2 separate regions of the Lactuca sativa genome follow, and region 1 is linked to region 2. A link is a contact called in public Hi-C data. All regions are on one chromosome and are shown on one strand. Each heading gives the region's core, a stretch centred on a gene start, on an enhancer-like site or on the middle of the called end of the contact. The rest is flanking DNA. Distances are from core to core; before and after follow the strand shown.

What was found. Hi-C and Micro-C count contacts between places; a contact is called where the count stands out from the background.
Region 1: a Hi-C map of leaf shows a contact between it and region 2, with 5 times the contacts expected there. The contact joins the promoter of LOC111886748 here to the promoter of LOC111886829 in region 2. A contact is called at or near these places in 2 of 4 Hi-C or Micro-C datasets (leaf and seed).

The regions. Positions count from the first base shown.
Region 1 is chr4:75,625,488-75,632,442 of Lsat_Salinas_v11, forward strand. It overlaps LOC111886748 (protein STICHEL-like 3), which reads right to left and starts at 2,257. Exons shown (of 7, transcript XM_052770326.1): 1 at 1,923-2,257; 2 at 1-1,403. The coding sequence starts at 1,394.
Region 2 is chr4:75,464,899-75,471,757 of Lsat_Salinas_v11, forward strand. It overlaps LOC111886829 (heat stress transcription factor A-4c), which reads left to right and starts at 2,147. Exons shown (of 3, transcript XM_023883075.3): 1 at 2,147-2,543; 2 at 2,772-3,129; 3 at 3,267-4,650. The coding sequence starts at 2,914. The coding sequence ends at 4,058.

The sequences.
Region 1 (6,955 bases), core at 1,007-3,506, 160 kb after region 2:
TCAATCAACTCCATCATACTTTTATACCCAAGATTATTCATGGGCCCCACTTCGATCACACTCCGGTTCTTATTCTTACCCTTGCCCGTATCATGTCCCACACAAGAACTGCAAAAACCGCACGGTTTTGGGTGATCAAAAGATTGACAAGTCAAAGCGCGTGCAAATATACGCGCACACGATGTTTTCCCGGTGCCATGGGGCCCGTAGAACACGTAAAGCAACCCGACTTTTTTTCTCGCGATCGCGTTTGATAAAGCTTGGACTGCGAGATTTTGTCCCACGAGGTCCCGGAATGTTCTTGGCATGTACTTTTGAGTGAGATTCTGGTGGCCGGAGTTGCGTTTCCGGCCACCGGAGCGGGCTTCGGAGGCGAGATCGGAGTCGAGATCGGTGTTTAAAAGGTGGTCGGCGTAGAGCCCTAACTCGCCGGAATAATCGTGCACCCAGGCGGCGGGGTTTTCCGGGCTTTCTTGTGACCCGTCGATTAGTAATGGGAGAGATTCGCCGTTTGTGGAGGAGGTGGAGCGATCGGAGATCGCCGGAATTTGGCCGGAGTTGTGTTGACCGGTGCGTTTTGACCTTGAGTCTGATAAACCGCATGAGAGGCTTCTTCCGGCGATGTCGAGGAAAGATTTTCCTCGATCGTGAATCCGGGACCAATTCCAGGGGATTCCACAACCTTGTTTTGGAACTCCAGGCAGATTTCCGGTCAGGTTTTGGTCACCACCATGAGGTATGAAATTAGAAGCCATGGACATGGAGGTGGACATGGGCATGGGCATGGGCATTTCGGTACTTTTGGGTGCTCGGGAAACTCTTCTTCCACCACGAAACCTTCGTCGTTTGACCCGATTTTGACCATGGCTGTGGATGCTTGATTCATGTAAACGGTGGTTGTGTGATGAACCAACATTGTTGTCACTATCGAATGGGACATCATTTGAAGGATCATCTTGCTTGATTTTACGTCCTTTTTGTTTGCTTTTGTTATCAGAGCTTCCTGGATAAATATCACGAGCTAAATTTGCAGCATCAAGTGGAGAATCCCCGCTTGATTCTTGTTTCTTGTTTCTTCTATTTGAGGAGGAGTTGCCAGAAAAGTTGCCGGAAAAACCAGTAGACCTGCGTCCTCCTCCACCACCACCACCACCAGCATCAACGGCGGAAGGAGACTGAAAAGCGGGTGGACTCATGGAGGGATCCTTTAAAGATCGTGACCTTTGAAGAACGACGAGGTCCCTAATAAGGGACCTGTCGCTGATTATAGGGCTGTTTTTGTGCATATGGTTTTTCAAGTGAATACAATTTGTTAAATGGATATGGTTGCGGAGATGATCGGAGATATCGCCATTAGCGTCCTTAAGTATCCGGTCACGAACAACTCGGGTCATGATCCGATTCTGCGGAAGGGACAATAAGGCAAGAAATCAGAAATTTTGGCATTTTTTTTCTCAATTGGAAACAAAATCACACTACATCAAATTCATGAAACCTCACATTAATGCCCCCAAATCTAATCCGTTATAACAGAATCGTTGAACTTATTAGCATTCTGATGCCTACCCGAAAACCCTCAAGTATAAACCCTTCGAAATGAATCATTCTAATACGACTAAACTCAAATCGAGTAAACTGATTCACAAACATTTAAAAAGTCGATTCTGGAGTTAAATTAGTACAGACCCATTGAAGAAACCTAAAAGAAAGGACCTGTATGCTAACTCCAGATTATGCATTGAAATTAACAAAACCCCATTTGGAGAAACAGTTAGAAATGCAATCTTAAAAGCTCCCAACACCCACCCAGTTCACAGGAATCAAGAAACTTCCAGTTTGTAAATCTGTGAAGAAATTGAATTCGTTTTTGCTTTATGATCATTTAAAATTTGAGAAAACGGAAAATTTCACAGGATACGTACGACTAAATTCACCTGAATTAGAGGCAAAGTTGCAAGTGACCCGTTTCCATCATTAAATCTCAGATCTTTTACATCCAGTTCACGAGGGTTTTGTATCAGGAGAGGTGGCACGCACTTGAACCTCTTAATGTGGGGCGAAGCGAAGGATTTCGAGACACAAGGTCTAAAATAGGTCTAGTGTTTGTTAGTAACAGAGACTGAAGTCTGAAGATGCTGGTTTTAGAGAGAGAGAAAATGAGGTTTTTGTTGAGAGAGAGAGAGAGAGAGAGAGAGAGAGAGAGAGAGAGATTGCAACGGGGTGATGTAATACTGTTGTTGCTGACAATTTGTGCTTGGGAACTTGACACTTGCTAATAAACCAGCTCTTGTGTTTGTGTAAATCAATTATTTGGAATCAAAATATTTATACCATTTGAATTAATAACCAAAAATTATAGGGAAATAGAGTAATCTAATCCATATAAAAGTTTTTGAAAAGAACGATATATAATCTTTAAATATTATTAAAAATAGAGCATTTAATTCATTAATGAAATAATCAGAGTATTTATTGTGTTTTAATCATATATTTTCCATCTTTAGATCAAATTGTTGATATTATTTTCTACAAATAAAATTCAAATATAATTACATTTAATTATAAAATCTATAATAATTATAGAATCTTTAAATTCAGTAATTATTTTATCAATTGAAACATATCATTCTATTTATATATATGATGTCGGTTTCTCTAATTAATATTGTTCCTAATTTAACTACCTTGTTTATAGTTTTTGATTTCAAAATTCAAACCCGTTTATATTTTATTTTTTATTTTTTTTAAAACTTATTAAACAACTATATCAATAATTAAGTTGTTAACCTATAAAATCTAATTTAATCACACTAAATCAACAAAATATTTAAGAGTCAAAATTAAAATCAATATTATTCATAATTTATCTCCCAATATATCTCACATAAAATGAATCAATTTGAGATAATTGTTTGAATTTTAAAACTGATTAAATAAGAAAATCAATTAATTTGAAGTTTTGAATTAATATAGCTGATATTTTTCTTTTTTTTCCAGATGAATAGTCAAAAGTCTCCAATATGATATCTTAGGATCCCAAAATTTTTAGAAGATAATGATTTCCTTATTAAAAAACACTCTATATATACGATTACACTGAAGTGGTTATTCTTACGATTTTGGATTGAGTCCTATGATTTACGGTGTTCTTCTTGAGCAATTTTCTTCTCTAATTCTTTTTTCCGAGCTCTTACTTTACTCTGTACTCCTTATTCTTCTTCAATTTCTTGCATTTACTACGTTCTTATTATTTGTTATTATTGTGTTCTTGTTGAGAGGTCATGAAAAAAAATTATCAATCTACTTTAAGCATATTAGTTTTATTCATTTAGTTACAAAAACAAAATTATACCATTTATATCAATTGTTTAATGGGTTGACCTATGTTTGTCAAGAAAAAACCATATGTCGTTTTAATGCATGATGACAAAGCTAGTGGCACAGACCAAAAGCAGGATAAAGAAGTTTTTTTATTGTTACACTTCAAGTTGCATGAACAAAGATGTATCTGTTGTTCCAAGGTTTTCAATAACTCTTTTATACATATTATTATAATCTTCGATTAAAATTTTCTAATTTTATATTATTGAATTTATTTATATCAATGATTTTAGTTTCAAAATCATCATTATAGTATAAGACTTTACCGGTGTGGTGTCACTTACGTTATTTGATCGTGACGCAAAAAAACTTCTGGAAAAAAACACACAAGAGTTGCTTCAAAAGTTTAATGAGGTTATCGATATTAACTTCATTTACATAAAACTAATTTTTACTTTTTGTTTGTCTATTTTTATAACTGTTAACTTTTTTTTCATTTTTAGGAGGGTAATATGAAGATTTATCCGTCTGCTTTGAAATTACTTTTGGATAAAAAGTTGGTGTTCAAAATTCAAATTTCTCATTATAATTTGAAGAGCAATGTTGATGGTTATGAATCTCAAACTTCAATGTTGATAATAAAATCATTGTTGAATTGGGAAAAAAAATTAACATCGAACAAGTAACATTCTTTTACGAAACATACTACAAACACTACACTTATTAGATTCGTTTTTTATATGTTAGTTGATCAACTAAGTTACATCACATTCCAACCAACATGCGTGAGTATCCGCATATAAGCGGGTCCAAAACTCAATCGTCGTAATACCATTCAAAAAGATTGTCCAACGGTGATGGTTGTTTTCGTGTAACACCTTTCCTCTTCATTTATATTCATAGGGACTTATACCATATTGACATAACTTTTTGACATAGGGAACGCCTAAGAGGGAACACATGCTCAGGGGTCGTGATTCAGCAGTTGTTTGGGTATGCCTAACCCATAATCATGCTCCCATAAGCAATTGCAATATGTGTACCAACATCTTGCACGATGAGTGCCTATACGGTTCAGTAGTATTTAATTATAAATGACTGAATAATGGGTATACCATAAAGTTAAATAAAAAGTGTATGAGAGTGAAATAATTAACAATGTACATCCACCTCCTTTGAGGTACCAACATCGTTTTCAGGGGTCTTATTAATAAGTTTTAGAAGCATGGATAAAGTAATAAAATGTTCCACTAAACGCCTATCATGTGACCTCAACTGCTCGCGACATTCACGGACCTCGTTTTTCAAGTTAGTAATAATTTGGTCCTTATCAATTGATGGTTCAGCAGCCGGTGGTGGTGGTGGCGGGTGAGATGGAACATTTACCCATGCCTTCTTTTGTTGAGGCTCATGGGTAGGGGAGTGTTTGTGTGATTGTGTTATGGAAGATGTCATGTGAATTTCTAGGTCAAGTAATTGGGGTGATCAATCCACACTGAGCTAATTATCCACCATTTAGCATTAGCTTATGTCGACTCCAATTTATGTATAGCTCTATTATCATGTTAACAAAATTATAAAATTATAAATAAACATACATTATACATACAAAATAAAATTACAAACTATGTAAGTAATCTTAATCAGTTGATGGTTATAAAGTAGTTGCACTCAAGCACATGTAAATGCCTCAATTCGACCATGCAACAACTCAAGGGATCACATTTGGTTGTTGGGTACCAAACAAACTGCTCACAAGAAAACTATCAAGAATCCCTATCTCAAAGAATCATGTATTAGAATATTATCGCACAAAAAAATGTGTCTTACCTTAAAAGCATGTAAAAAACCTTTTAAGGTGTACATAATTTTTTGAGGTTGTTTAGCTTTTGGTTCGACTGGATGTATAATCTTCTCAACCTTATTGAATACAGTAAATAGTTGTGAATACAATTAACCCCAATTATCCTCCCCTATGAATATCCACGACATAAAAAATTCTTAATTAAATTTGTAAAAAAAATATTAGTAATGATAATTATAATCCGTAATTATAAATTAACGGCGTGATAGATGTTGAATTCATCAATATTAAATACCAAAGCGAAATACTCCAGTAAAATAGTTTGTGTAGCCAACCGCCCATTGAAACCCTTCTCTAATAGATATAGAAGACATACGCAGACCACATCCTCGTCCAATAAGTCATTAAGCGAATGTTTAAACACATCTATCACATCGTCTAATTTCACGGAGACATTCCTCGCGGCCATAGGAAACACACGGGAACTGAAGGCGACGGCAGAAATAAATGTAGAAAAATAGTCTCCAAATAGGAAACCAATGATAATACAAAATTCTTTCTTCTTGAAAGATAGCTCGTAACCCCCAATATCAAGAACCGTTTCCTCTACTTCGCTTCAGGGGTCCGTGATAACTTCATGGCAAAACACGTAGTGTAGAAGTACAGGATCCCTATCTATCTTAGGAATGTCTGAGCACCTCCCAAAACATGAATTTTGGAACACACTCTTGCATGCTAGTCTGTCTTTGATTGACGTAAGAATATCCACACGGAGTTTGGTTTTACAAGACAGTGTAATGGATGCATCAAAAACTATGTTACACTACAAATAGAAAACTTGTTATAATAGAAAACTTTGGTTTGTCAGTGTAATAGTCTCGCAACTCCGAAACAAACAGTGATGACCATTATGGATCATGTTCTTGACATTCCGAAGATGTTTTTTGTGTTCCGGACTAGTTCCTCGCATTCCGGAATGCAATTTTTCTTTAGAACACTAGTTGTTGATGTATAATAACATTATATAAACAACTAAAGTAGTGTTGGGTTGGTCCTAATCACTCTCATCATAAATTGCTACTTCGGAACATGGTCAGTTCATTCCAGGTGTGTTCTTCGCATTCTATAATGAAATTTTTTTGTTTCGGGACACTAGTTTTCGATGTATAATAACATTATATAAACAAATAAAATAGTCTTGGGTTGGTCCTAATGCACTGTCATCATCTAATACTACTCCAGAACAAGGTCAGTTCATTTTGGAGGTGTTCTTTGGATTCCGAAGGAAGATCTATAAACAAAAAATCTAAACACTAAAATAATAACAGTATAAGAGTAAATAACTTAACAATAAAACAATCAGGTCATTATGATCATGTTCCATATCTTAAGTCAAAGTTTGAAATGTGTGTCGAAGATCGGAAAGTTGGAGTGTGTCGGAATGCCGGGGAGCGTGTAGGAGATTGGAATCATAAAGTCGGAATGCGTTTGTAAATCGAACTCCATAATGAAATTGAGATTCAATTTTTTTTTTTCAAAATATTTTCCAGAAAATGAATTTCCAAATGGAAGTCTGGAATACATATTGTTACTCTAAAATGAGCATTCTGGAGGATACTTGATGAGCTGACTCAACAGATATGGAGTTCGAAATTGTAACATCCCAAAAATATGGATAAAATTTTTGTTTTAATTTCATTCAAAACACATGACACTAATATCAAAATAGTCAAAAGATTGTCATAACAACATGTTATCATAGTACAAATTCCCAAAATCTCTAAATGCGGAAATCATAGGGTGATGTGGTGCGATCAGGTCGAGCCCTTC
Region 2 (6,859 bases), core at 897-3,396:
GATTATATATATATATATATATATATATATATATATATATATATATATATATATATATATATATATATATATATATATATATATATATATATATATATATATATATATATTTAAAAATGCTAGCTAAAACTAACAAAATACATATAGAATTACAAAGCACAAACCAAAATTACAAATGTTTTGGGAAATGACTCATGCGAATTCAGGGTAATTTATCCGAGATAGAGAGTACAATTGACGCTGATGAAATAAGTATTATAATTACAATTATTCGTGAAATTACTATTTTCCTAAAATTCTCACAATAAGTTGAATATCTTTTGAAGGAATGCAAAAATGACCCTCATCTATGAAACTAGTTAAATTGTGTTTTCATTTTTTGAGTTTGGCACATCTTTTTGTCAAGAAAAAGAATTCAAAACCACTTTTATGACAAGATGCTTCAACCTCTTAAAGTTTGAACTATGATAGATTTTGAACTTGTTCTTTATGATAAGTTTTGATCATGTATATACGTTGCATACTTGTTTTTTATGACGTGTTTTGAGCTTGTTTTTCATGTAAGATATTCATTGAAATGATACAAAATGGTTTTGTTAGAATGACAACGAACTAAAAAGAAAAAAAATGATACATTTATAGCAAGAAAGTAGGAAGTAATTATGAGTGATTATAAGGAAGATGATAGAAATAGAAAAAAAAAAGAAAAAAAAAAGAGAGAAGCAAAAAGTTAAGAAAATGAGTGTTGATAATGGACTTTGAAACACCTATAAAATTTGAAAATTTCAAAATGTATTGATTGTTCTTTATGATATATGTTGAAAATGGTTATATTATTATAATTATTTATTAAATACGTCCCATCTAAAAAGATACAATGTGTATGTTTTCGATCTTTTATTTGTTTTTTATTCTTATCATAAAAATACCTATAAAAACATGTCTAATTCATCCATTTAGTATAATCCACTACAGCTTCATCTTGTCCAGCCGAGCCTGGTCCCTCCTAACCAACACATTCTTTGGGATTTCTTTCAAATTTGACTGTTTATTTTAGAAAAATTTAGATACAATGGTTATAAATGTTAATTCACTCAGTGTTAATTTGTTTTTTCATCATCAAAGTATGATGCAATAGGTTAAATGAACATACTTTTAGGCCAACGTTTTAAGTAATATTTTTACCTATACTAACAATATACTAACAAGTAACAACATAATGTTATTTTTGTTTTTCAACACTAAGATTTTGTTCATCTTTATGCTAGGAAAAGTTAATACACAATCATTTTAACCATCAAATTGTTATACAGTACAATTAGAGCTGTAAAAGAACTAAACGTTCGACGAACCGTTCGATAGGAAGTTTGTTAATGTTTATTGATTTTAATAAATGAACGAACATGAACACAAATTCTCTTTCGTTTAGTTAAACAAACAAATACGAACAATGGTTTCGTTCGTTCGTTTATGTTCGTGAATGTTCACTCCTTTTAAGTTAATTCATGTTTATATATGTTCAATTGTTTTTTTTTATTACATTACTATATTATATGTTCGTTTATATTCATATATGTTCAATTATGTTTATTTATCTTTTTTCTTTTATTTTTGTTTATCATGTTCACGAACATAAACAAACGAACATGAACAATGTAATTTGTTAAGCGAACGAACATGAACAAGAAACTCGTTCATTTATCTGTTCGTGTTCTTTCATTTTTTCGGCTAACTTAAACGAACGAATATGAACAGACTTTTGCTTATGTTCGTTCGTTTTGTTTATAGTCCTAAGTACAATTAAATTTATACTCTTTACTAAAGGACGTTAATTAATGAACATATGCTATTTTATATAGAAAATTACTTTACTAAATAAAAATTGTTGTTCAAAAAAAAAAAGAACTAAAACCATAATCGTCGTAAAGCAAAAGTTTTGGGGGGTATTCTTATAGTCTCTCAAAAATATGTGGGTAGTATTTGGAATTAGTCCAAAGTATAGGGGCATAAGTGATATGTTTGCGAACGGATGAACATCTTGGAGAATTAATCCAAAGTGTAGGGGCATAAATGAAATGTTTGCGAACGGATGAACATCTTGGAGATATATATATGTTAAATTGTAAAGTTGACATACCCACCAAAGCACATGCGTCACTCTGTAAGGTTTTCCATATAAAATTATTCCGACATCCAAAACAAACAAGAACGTGGATTGAATTTAAACCCACGTACACGATTTTAGATTGAACATGACCCTGATTTGATGATTTACCCCTCAGTCGATTTCTTTCAAGTAAATTCAATCCAGAAAGACCAGTGATTCCGACATTCCAAGATCAGAAGAACTAAGTCTTGAAGAACTTTCAACCTCTCTATTATACCTGTGTCGTTTTCATTTCTTGCGCTTCTTCTTCTTCACGTAAAACCCTAACAAGATTGGATTTGTGTGTTCCGGGCGATGTTTTTCGTCAGAGGGAATTAATCCCTTCCTTGAAGCCATATTTACATTCTTGGAGTTCGTTTGGTTCACTATCTTTCAGGTAATACGTCGAACACCTGGTGTGCACTAATTTGGCTCTGTTAGAAGGCATCTGTGATATGTACAAGTATAGATGCATATGTAACAGTTTTGGTAGGGGACGCTTTTGCTTTAAGTTTCCGGAAACGAGTTGATGCTTTTAACGACTTTGATGCTTCTTTCCGCTAAGTAATTATGACATATGAAGCTGTTCTTATCCTTGATTCGCTTTCTCTATCTTCATCTACAGGAGTTCTATACAGATAACCAGGTATTCGCTTGAGCTTGGTGGGTTTGGGTTTCCTTTTGGGAAACAAGCAGCTTTTTCAACCCTGTTTTCAAAATTTAAGCTTCTTTTGACTTGATTCGAGAGAAATTCGTATTGGGTCACAATGAATGATGCTCAGGGTAGTTCTAATGCTCTGCCTCCTTTCATCACGAAGACGTATGAGATGGTTGATGATCCTTCGACAGATGCTATAGTCTCATGGAGTCAGAATAATAAGAGTTTCATCGTGTGGAATCCACCTGAATTTTGTGGTGAATTGCTTCCAAGATTCTTCAAGCATAACAATTTCTCCAGTTTTATCAGACAACTTAATACTTATGTAAGTCAGTACTTTTGATTCATGCATTCGTTCTTCTCCTTTGCATTTTTGCTGTTTGTTGAGTGAAAAAACAAAACTACAATTCTACAACAACTTTTTTTTTTTTTTTTTTTTTTTTTTCTTTTAAATTCTCTCAGGGTTTTCGGAAAATTGATCCTGAACTATGGGAGTTTGCAAATGAAGATTTCATCAAAGGTCAACCACATCTATTGAAAAACATCCATAGAAGAAAACCAGTTCATAGTCATTCCATGCAAAATCTCTCAATCAATGGACTACCTTCATCTTCTCCATTAACCGAATCAGAAAAACAAATATACAAAGAAAAAATCAATAATCTCCAATACGAAAAAGAATCACTATCCATACTTTTTCAAGAGCACCAACAAGAACAGAAGCAAATCGAATCAAAAGCACGCGAATTAACAGATCGTTTGAAACTCGCTGGAAAACACCAAAAAGAAATCCTTTGTTATTTAAACGAATTATTTCAGAAACCCGCGTTGGGGGACACAAATGACAGAAAAAGAAGGTTGTCCGGTGAATATGATGAGGGGCAAATTTGTCATTTTGATATCCCGATTCGTGAAAGTATAACCGTTGATGCACTTTTGGGATTGGATAATGAGTTAGTGGAGAAATTGGAATCATCCCTTGTGTTGTGGGAGGGTGTATTGAAAGAAGCTGAAGATGATTTTGATGTGAACCGTGAAAAGGTTAAAACTGCCGCTAGTGAAGTCGCCGGAGATGGGGTGGTGGTAGGTGTTAATGATGTGTTTTGGGAACAGTTTTTGACTGAGAATCCGGGTGGTGATAGAGACAAGGGTGGCAAAGAGTTGGATCAATTTGGAAAGTTTTGGTGGAATATGAGGAGTGTGAATAATTTTGTTGATCAAATAGGGCAACTTACTCCACCAGGGAGAACTTGATAATGGTAGGTTATTTTAGGGTTTGATTATCCTACGTGGTGGCGTGATTGTAAATTTGAGTGAGGGTTTTAGGGTTTTGTACCGGTTTCGATAAGTTTTAGGCATCGTTTGTTATGCAGTACATGACATATGACAGGACAGAACATGACCATACTGTACTGCATTTTGCATGCATTAGACTAGAACTGCGACATTAGGTATGACATGTTGGCTTTGTACTGTATCTGGCGTACAATGAACTGAAACCGTGAGGAGTCTATTGTCCATGGGACAAAGATTGTAATAATTTCCCATCAAGAGGTGGGATAGACTTGTTCTTGGTCTTTTGTGTGTGGAAAAGACGTGAATGTCCTTGTCATTTTTGTCTTGTAAATAGTTATGATAAACTTGTCTAGTCCAGTTCAATTCAGTTTAGTGTGGAAAAACCGAGGACAGACTAGTGTGTTTTGCTTGGTATCTTTTACCATCCTTTTAAGTTGTATAAAAGTTGGTTTTGAACTTAGTGTGGGGTCTAATGTTCTAATGTTTTGAAAGTTATGAAGTTGCTTATTTGTTTACAATGGTTATAATAAACTAAATTATTATTATGTAATTTAAATATACTAGAGATGGTTAACTAATTTGTACAAACAGCTCCGTAAATAAAAAAGGTTAATTACATTAAAAATAAAAAAAAAAAAACCATATATTTTATCATTTTTTTGGATTAAACCAGACCTTTACTTTCCTTTCCTTATTTACCAGTTAATAAGACAGTTAAATGTTGTTGACGTGACCTCATATAATGAGCTGGACGATGATTTGGCAACCCCAAGCTTAAAAACGTGAATCTTCTTGGAAACCATAATTTCACGTTTTCTTCCCTTTTTATGTTTTTTATTCCATGTATAGCATTAGAAGCAAGATAGTTGTTAGGAATGTTGGAACCGAATGGTGTTTTTGTGAGGTTGAAACTTCTCTATTTATGCATGGACTCTAATGAACCTTAGGTAGAACATTTTTTGATTTCCAAACAACAACATGAAAAACTAAAACTTAATTTCCATGCATGTGTATAACATGTAACATATGTACTGTCATTTACAAAAGTCCTAAACATGGTAATCAGATCATAACCATCGAATTCAAGCTATACCGATCGATCTAAATGGTCAACCGATTACTTCACTAAATTAAAAACATGTGGTATCAATCTACCTAGCCATCACTAACAATTATAAAAAGTCATATTAGTAGCAACAAAAGGGGTAACAAGTAGCACCAATAAAATTTCCATCCACCCACTATAACATCTCTAACACCGTTGGTTCTTTCTAGCTTGAATCAACTCCATCTCTTGACTTTTTCCAATTTTGAAGTGTAGACGTGTCATTTGAGTTTTTTTAATTCCTACTTCATCATGATCATCTTCAACCTCATTCACATGTACATCAATTAATTGCATTTCATCTAATGTTACTGTCATTGATTGTGTTTCAGCCACATAGTCTTGTGTGAGATCGCCATTTGGTGCATCCTCCTGAACATATAAACAATGCATAGTAAATGAATTGAATGTAAGATAAACCAAGAAGTGCATTAAAGAAAACATACCATATATATATATATATATATATATATATATATATATATATATATATATATATATATATATATATATTATAAAGATAACATTTTTTCTTTCACCACATTCATTTGAAACTCTCATGCAATTTTCTATTCATTTAAAACTCCTATTACTTTTCAATTTCTTCCTAATAATGGTTATAAATTGGTTAATAAGATTAAATAAATATCAAACATAAAGTGTAATCATATACAAACTAAATTTCAATATTAAAAAAATATATTTACTTCTATTATAAAGTTATGTTTTTTTTAACTTTTAACATAGTATACTTAATTTATTAGTTTTAATATATTGTTGGGAACCGTTATCATTTTAAAGCTACAACTTTTGAATAATTTGTATAAAATACTTAAATTATAAATTTAAATATAACATTATAGGATCAACTTAAATATAAATTTTATTTTAACTTAAATAAACCAAATAATATTTATTAAATAGTTAAAAATGATAAATTGTAGTTTCTTTCTAATAATAATTATAAATTGGTTAATAAGGTTAAATAAATATCAAACCAAAAGTGTAATCATAAATAAACTAAATTTCAATATTAAAATAACATCTTTCCTTCTACTTATAAAGTTAGGTCTTTAATTTTTAACAGATTATACTTAATTTATTAGATTAAGTTGTTGTATGTAAACCACTATCAATTTAAAGCTACAACTTTTGAACAGTTTGGAAAAAAATATTTAAATTGTTAATTTAAATATAACATTACAGTGTCAAATTAAATATAAATTTCAGTTTCACTTAAAAAATCCAATGAATATTTTGTAAATAGTTAAAAGTGATAAATTATAGTGTTAAATACAAAAACTGAATTATAATCTCAATTTAACTAAAATATTTCCTAAAGATACTTGTATAATCGTTAAAAGTTTTCAAATAAGTAGTTTAAAATAACTTACAATAACAATAGTTAAATATAACTCTATATAAATGATTATATTGTTACCTTTAAAATAAAAATACAATGTTTGATGTTTTAAATAATTATAATGATAGAAATTAAAATGTTTAAAAAATAATTTTGAAAAAATTAGTTAACAATGACAATAACTATAAATAACATTAAACTATATATTATATTTAATTTTATTTATGAGTAACTCGGGGATAGAAGTCATTCAAACGGTTGAGATTATGCAGTTATAATATATATATATAT